Regions from separate parts of the Bombyx mori genome. Here region 1 is linked to region 2. Evidence: chromatin contacts called from public Hi-C data. All regions are on one chromosome and are shown on one strand. Each heading gives the region's core, a stretch centred on a gene start, on an enhancer-like site or on the middle of the called end of the contact. The rest is flanking DNA. Distances are from core to core; before and after follow the strand shown. Region 1 holds the start of LOC101743347 (zinc finger protein 432). Region 2 overlaps LOC101742925 (rho guanine nucleotide exchange factor 11).

Region 1 (4,257 bases), core at 116-2,615, 63 kb after region 2:
AAACCATTTTTACGTGCATAGCCTTTTTTACATATGTCACAAAAAAAGCTTAATTTCTTTGAGTCATCATTACCACATATTTTTAGATGAAACTTCAAAGTGTTTTTATTCAATAGTGATTTATCACAACGAGGACATTTGTACACTTCATGCTTGTCTAAGTGGACTTTTAAATCTTTGCCAGAGGGGAATTGCACAAAACACAGTTTGCATATGGCTGCTAAGTGGTACATTTTGTCATGTCTATGTAGTAATTTCTCAGTGCTGAACATTTTTGGGCATTTTTTGCATTTAATTCGTTTTGGATGATGCATTCTTTCAATGTGTCCTTTTAATAAGGAATATGTAGAAAAATCTTTGGGACATTGAGGACATGAACATTTTGTGCTACAACGGTTCTTCATGTGTCGCTTTAACATCCATTTTGCTTTGAACCTCTCCCCGCAATCATCACAGGTGACATTTTTGTTTTTGACCTTGACATATTTCTGTCTGCTTTTGATATTGTCTTTAATTGTAGTCAATGCTTCTTTCTTGTTTGTCACTTGCTTCTTTCTGCTTTTAAGTATGGTATTGTTTTTTCCCATAATGATGTATATTGTTTGTGCATTTGCTCTAGTTGTCTCAGACAGATTCAAGCTGAAATCAAGCTTATTCAGGAAATTTTTCCACATGCTTTCTGAGTATTTTATTAACCTTTTAAATAAATATGAATTTATTGTCATTGAAACACAGTTAACGCATAGGGTTTGCGGTAGATCTGTTTCTATAGGTACCTAAAACAGATTGAACTATGTGAGTGAAAGGTAATTCTTCTGAAATTGTATCATTGAAGTATTTTAAGAATATCATTATGATTAATTTATTCTGATAGATGATGGCAATTAGATAAGGGCAGTTTTCTAATACACAATTGAGTAGATCACGGTTAATTGAAAGCGAAAAACCTGCAGAAAGTTTTCTCACAAATAAATGGAACACTCACATCTAGTTCTAGAAACATTTCCTCAAAAGTTAGTTCTTCGTTACAATAATACTTATCTAGCTTAGCGCTATCTTTTAAATCAGTTCCATCGTTTTGTGTTGAAGTGAAACACAGTCTACAGATGCGCTCAGTCTCACCAGCAACAAACTGAGAAGCCGGTTTCATTATCTCCATAGCATTAGCCATTTTTTGCGGGTATTAAGTTTGAATATAATATTGAATATAATTTTTTAACTTTATAAGTAGGTAAAATAAGGATTTTTACCAATAATATGTACGGTACGGTACCGTAATTTACTGTATGTAAGTAACATACATACACATACCTACATCATTCATAGATTATACACTTAATTGACCTACATTCTAATTTTTTTACATTTCACAGCTTTTTAATTTATTTGCATTTGGTTAGCAAAGGTAGTTTAGCCCATAGAGCCAAAAATTTAAATACACGTATTAAGTACCTAAGAAGTCAATACTAAAGATGTTAAGCGGTCAATAATTCACGATTATTACCTATACATTTAAACGTACAAAAAACAGCAAATTGATAAAATTAAACAAAACATAACTTCGCGTTTTGCGTTCCCGCCCAAAAGCTTCAAGGATGCGATCTTGACACGTCTTTAAGTGTTTATTTTTTAAAGTACACTATTAATATGTACGATCTGCAAATAGGTAGGGTGAATGAAGTTAGCCCCTCAAAAAAATTTTTCTTTCCTATTTTCTACTTATTTTCTATTAATTCGTTTGTTCATCATTTGTTCATGATTGTTCATTATCAATAATTGTTTGTTCCTCATTTATTTATTTAAAAATAATTATTAAAAATATACCTACAAGTTAGCCCCTCAGTTGCAATTTTTAATATTTTTTCGTCCTTAATGACTCGGACATATTCATTTTCGATTGTTCTTATATAAAATACGTTTGTTCTCTTTCGAAATAACTCATTTTTTGTTTAATTAACTATTTGTATTAGTATGCAAAATATGTGTACTGCGCATGTGTCAACTATAATGCCTAAACCTTCTATGCGGTTTTAATTGTGAAAAAAAAAAACAATTATAAATCCTGAAGGATCAATTAATTGGTACATATACAGTTTAATTAAAAAAAAATAAAAATAAAAAATGAAATAATGTGCATTCGCGTAAAGTTAGACCAAATGCATTTTTTCCATACTCCTACCTATCGTTATAAAGGTATAAAAAAAAGATAGGTTAAGAGTTCACATAGGTAATATAAACAAATAAGTAAATATGTTCATTATTTCTCTTTTAAGAGATAATGTAGGTATACATTATAATAACTTTTTTACACAGTCGAAATTATATTCATAACATTAGTAAAATAACATTTTAATATTTTTTTTATAGGTTATGTATTGAAATTGTTGGAAAATTATTTCATGTTTTAGCTGGAAAACGACATGGAGAATTATATGCAATACAAGATAATGAGCTCCATCAAATGAATTCGAATGAAACCAAACTGTTTACCATCCAAATTCGATTGTCGGGCAGATAGAAAACGAAAATTCACTCATAGTGAACCTCGGCCTGCATTTGTGAAACGGCAAAGACTCACTATTATCAAGGAAATTGAAGAGACGACTAAAAATGAGATGTGTCGTATTATTATACCTTTGCCATATTGTAGTCAAGGTAGGTGTAACTGTCAATAATTAGTTACACTCACAGATCTCATAATCAAATAACAATATCAGAAAAAAGGAGAATAGTTTGTTAGTTAGTGGAAGTAGCCAGAATGGGTAAGTGGACCTCAGTTCCTATTACATAAGGTTCTAGGAAGTTTGTGATAATGAAAATTTATCACAGTGTAATATAACTTACTTACTTTAACAGCAAAGGAAAACATTGTGATGAAACCTGCACAGGTCCTAATAACATTTACCTAAATGTCCTAATAACATTTAGGTAAATGTTATTAGGATTTTCTTAGGTGTGTAATCCACCAACCAGCACTAGGCCAGCGTGGTGGACTAAGGCCTAAAAACCCTCTCAATGGTAGTGGAGGCCAGTGTCCAGCAAGGGGAGATTTATATGGGCTGATGATGATGACTAGGAAGTTACATACTACTACTACTACTACAGTACACATATAATCCTATATATTTACAAACTATAAGTTTGTTGGGTACCTAGAAATTGCTAACATTATTTTGTATTTCCAGATGTTCAGCCACTTGAAAATAGGTGTAGTAATGACAAAGCTATCCAAGTAGCTCCAGCACAGGAACACAAAGGCAAGGCAAGTGTGTATTGCCCCATCACCCCTTAATATATCTGAAGCAAGTACAAGTAAACAATCAGAACAGTGATGAGTCAAATGCACCAGCAACAGAAGGATCAGCTGTTGACTATGAGTTATCTCTCTATATCTCCACTCCATCAAAGACTTGTGCACTTCAGAGTATAGCTCTCAAGAAGACTACAAAAGTTGAAAAAATGAATCTGTTAACAACTTCATCTAAAGTGAAAAATAAACCACATTTATTTATTGGACTTCCACAAGAATTATATTTCATAATAGGCTTGATTGAGAAACATACAAATGGTTCTGAACAAAATATTATATTATGTTTGATGAGAATAATATTAAATAGAACATTCTCTCAATTGGCTGATGATTTTGATTTATCTGTAAGTCAAGCAAGCAATATATTTTTCAACAAACTCCCAGAAATTGCAAATGTAATATCACCCCTTGTTAAAAAAAAACAATACAATAAATATATATGCAGGAAGGATAATTGATGTCAACTTTGTGGAAAATAGAAAGTTTTTAGACAGTTTGCCACCTCTTACAAGACGCTGTAATTAAATAAGTAATCCTTAGTAGGAATTTTTGTAAGTATTTTCACTTTTCATTCAAAAACTACTGAACAGATTTTAATAAAACTTCTATGCTGGTCTTCTATGGCTAGCAACCATCGATGCTAGCAACTCATTATTATTTTGATTCTGTTTATCACAAATGTGCCAACTATGGGCTTATATATTATATGAAAAGGAATAAGATTAATGTTATGTAACCTTTGTACCTGTAAGTTAAGAATATTTTTTAAATAAAACATATTTAAATTGAAATATTATTTTTATTAAATCACATTCACTTTGTGCACATTAATATTTTGTACTCCCTAAAAGGAAAATAGGTATATAGATTTTTTTAAGAATTTAACATTACATTTTTGTGTTAGATTAGAAAAATGTTATTCTTCCAAAAAGAAACTACATTATCTT
Region 2 (3,952 bases), core at 1,232-3,731:
GAGTAAATGTATCACAATCTCAATAAGTAAGTCTACTCACCGAGGCGGGGGAGTCATCCTCCTCCATTGAGATGATGGCCCTCTGGGGATCGGCACACGGCTGCACAACGAATAACAATTGAGGCCGGAGTACTTCCGACAGTAGTACACTCGCGGATGAGCCAAAGATTTCCAGTACAAGTAATCAAAACAATAACTATCATTACGCATATTTCAAATTCAATACCTTTAAATTAACTTTAATTACTCATCGGGTTGAACTTAATAATGTTTAGTTAGCAGAACACCTCGTTATGGCTGAGTGAACAAATGTCAGTATAAGCCGCGCCAATAAAGAAACGAATCGAAAATGGCGTCTATGTACCTACACTGAGAGATGGTAGGGTCAACAAATAAAAAGAAAGTCGCGGCTTATAGCGCGTGACGTCACCTGCGTGTTGGTGTGGTAGGGGGGCGGCGGCGTGCCGGGCGGGGGCGGGGTGGGCGTGGGGGCCGCGGGGGCGGCGCCGGGCAGCGTGTTCGCTATATAAATAAAAACAACTGATTAGTTATGAGGTAAGAGCGTCATACATTGCGGCCGTATAGAGCTACTAACGTTAGTTTGTATGTTCAAGTGGAACCGCTCATCAGAATGTAACTAAAGAATGTTTTATAAGCGGGTAATAGATACTTTTCCTTTTGTGAATACGCAAGCTAAAGCGAAATCAACTTGCGTCAGCAGCCGAGGGTCATTCGAGACCCTGAGGTCAGTGACTCCGTGGATTAGCGAATTTCGGAATTGGTATCTATGTATCGTCTCATGACGATCACGAGTTACAGTAAGCGCGCGAGTTCATGTCCATTCTGAGGAATGCGGTAGTGCTGTGACCTAATTAATTATGGTAATGTCGATAATAACTACCGATTTAGCCAACAGCTGTCAATTTGGTTTAATGTAACTAGGTCATTTTGCAAATTATAAAATAAATGTGATAAGTAATTACTTATTTATTTCTAGTAGAGAAAAATATTTTTTAAATTCCAATTCAATTACTATCAGATGAAAAGACAACCGAAGATCAGAGTCCGAATCAGTGTAGTTTTTTTTCTACCTGAACTTGTTAACTTGTTGGAAGCGGAGTAGTCATGGTTTATTCACCTTGAAGTAACACAATAGCGTAAGCGTAACTTTTCGGTATCAATAAGCGCGCGTCACAACTGTCAAAGACAACACTAGAAGTCAGACAAACGCGGGGAGGCGGGCGGAGGCAGGGCGGGCTGCCCCCCGCGCGTCGCCTCTGGCCCCGATGGACATGAACTCGCGCGCATACTGTAGATACTTACACCTGGTCAACTCGCAATCCAGCTGCTCCGGCGAGGACCTGCTCCTGGTGTGCAGCACCGGCACGCCACTCCTGTTGTCCGTCTGTATAAAATTAAACTTTGAAGCACATAATTACAGCTTAATTTTTGGTGAACTTTCTTGATTCAGAAATATACATCAAACTGGGTTTCAGTAAAAACTGAACCTTATTGGCTATAACCGAAAATTGATTTACGCGTGCTTTGCGTCAACACGGCATAATATAATGATTGCTTAATTCCTTTTTAGAAGTCACCATGGCATTCAATAGCTATAAACTGTCATTTTGATACATGAATCTGAATAAGAAATTCCACACTTGTAACCAAACAAAAGAAACATATTTTTAAATGACCAAATTGTTCAATCTATTCATTTCTCTCTGTATTTACTTCCTTTGGTTTGAACAGTGTAGTGCATAACACAGACTTACAGCATTATAGCATAAAGCATTCACATCGCAAATATTTTTCTTTTTGTTGGTTTTTTTAACACAAAATATTAGTCACACATACAGTTAAAACAAATACCTAAACATTTTGAATAGACGAACACGAAAGCCTAAACACGAAATCTAAAACTTCGTTACGTCTTATAAAAAAAATCAATAAATAAGATTAATTGATAAATTGTGATTGTAAAAAAGCTTCTTGCAATTAAAAAAATAATAATGTAATTAGAGATGAATAATTAAGAACAACCTGTACCATATTATTAACTCCACCACCTAATTTTACATGGTACGAGTTATCCTGAATTTCACTATAAAGTACCGTTTACAAAAAAAAAATTGGACAAATTAATGATGATCAATTTGATTAAATTAAAATAAAGTGTTTTTTGTATGAATTTAGAATGTAAATATATACATCTTCAATCGTGTGGAAAATTCAAGAGAACTCGTTTAAAAAAACCGACCGTCAAAATTACCTGCAGCGGCGGAGGTGGTAAATTCACCAACGGGTAACTCATCTGCAACGCGATCGAATTGGGCTGAGGACCCTCGAGCTCCCCGTCCAGAGAGTGAGACGACCTCCGGAACTGCCTCGAGTGGTCGTCCTTGTAGCCCGGCATGGACTGGTGCATCGGAAACTGAGGCCTCTCGGGATAATACCTCCCCGTGTTGTTCTTCTGTGCAAAGCTCGTAGAGCACGGCTTAGGTTTGGCTAGGGGATTGACCGGCGTGGTCGGTGGGCTCAACGGGCTCCTCTTTGGTCTCTCGATCGATCGCGGAGGCAGAGGGGGAGGGGTCACGTTATCCAGACAAGTGGTCGGCACCAGAGGCACAGTGTTGTTGTGCGCGTGACGTCGCTTGGTGTCATCGTCCGAATTCTGTCGCACGAGCGGAGGTTGGTTCTCTTGCTGGTTCTTGTTGCTCTGGCGCGCCTGCCGAAGGTTCCTCAAGGATTGTCCGGTGAGGTTGCTCAGGGAGCGCGGAAGGCCGCTGAGGAAGCCCGTGTTGTGCGAGAGGGGGCTCTTGTCGAGGCTGCTCCGGGTGCGAGTGTTAAGGCGCGGCGTGGACGGCGCGGGTGAGGTCGGCTCGGGCTAAAAGCGGAGTACTATGAAGCTGATCGCGTCGTCACTCGAAAGCTTCGTGTGGAGATCGTGGTTTATGGGTAAATCAATCTTTAAGCGACGTACCGTTTCAATGTTACGTTCTGATCCGAACCTCCACACGCCTCGATCGGGTACCGTGAGCAGCACAGACACGACAACAACCACCGTAAGGCGGGCGAAAGTCAATCATCTTTACATTGAATCTGTTTCTATGACGTTTGGCTTATTTGTTTGTCCATAATTTCGTGATTGACATACGACATGAAGACTTCCTATCTCTGAACTCAACGTAATATAAACCATTGAACACAGTTTTAACACAACTTTAAATTAGTGCTTCTTGCATGTGACACCACTTGACCAATTAGAACTATAAATGATTATAGCATCAAACCCAACATAACATGGGTCGCACATCGGACGTCTCCTATTCGACACACAAAGTCGATGCGAGGTTATTTATTACGCTGACTGTACAACGGTCACTGACCTCGGTGACGTCACAAATAAAACAGCATGCACAGAAAGCAGACGCTTTACGACATGACGTAACGAACGAAACGTGATCTTTGCTAGCGCGTGGGTGACTTGACTGGTTTTGGCCTTCAAACCTCCAAATCGATGTCAAATTTCGTTTAGAACAAAATGGTAGTGATTTTTTTATAAACCAAAACAAAGCATTTTTTTTTATTTGGGTACTTGCTGACCCGGCAGACTTCGTAGTGCCTTAATCGATAAATAAAAGACCTAAACTTTTGTATAAAATAAAATTTTAAACAAACAAAAGAAATCCGTCCGACGTGAGACACATCAAAGGGAAAACAGAATTGTTATTTTTATTTCATTCCGAGCATTTTCATATTTATATATCTTTTAAACCTTCTCTGGACTAACACAAATAATTCAAGACCAAAATTAGCCAAATCGGTCCAGCCGTTCTCGAGTTTTAGCGAGACTAACGAACAGTAATTTATTTTTATATACATAGATAGATTATTAAATTTATAATTCAATATGGGTACATAAAGCTTTAGTAATCCCGACCCTGACCCG

Evidence for each region. A called contact is a pair of places that touch in the nucleus more often than the background predicts.
Region 1: a contact with region 2 is called in a Hi-C map of whole pupa, with 4 times the contacts expected there. The contact joins the promoter of LOC101743347 here to the enhancer-like site in region 2. A contact is called at or near these places in 2 of 7 Hi-C or Micro-C datasets (an unstated tissue and whole pupa).

The regions. Positions count from the first base shown.
Region 1 is chr24:781,008-785,264 of ASM3026992v2, forward strand. LOC101743347 (zinc finger protein 432) reads right to left here and starts at 1,366. Exons shown (of 3, transcript XM_062675963.1): 1 at 1,345-1,366; 2 at 986-1,311; 3 at 1-776. The coding sequence starts at 1,171.
Region 2 is chr24:716,425-720,376 of ASM3026992v2, forward strand. It overlaps LOC101742925 (rho guanine nucleotide exchange factor 11), which reads right to left. Exons shown (of 41, transcript XM_062675585.1): 8 at 2,273-2,887; 9 at 1,324-1,420; 10 at 431-522; 11 at 41-100. Among protein-coding and RNA genes, the nearest start is that of LOC134201228, 8.2 kb to the left of the region's middle. Within about 2 kb of position 2,482, at least 5 of the 8 cell types and tissues checked have open chromatin away from gene starts, as enhancers often do.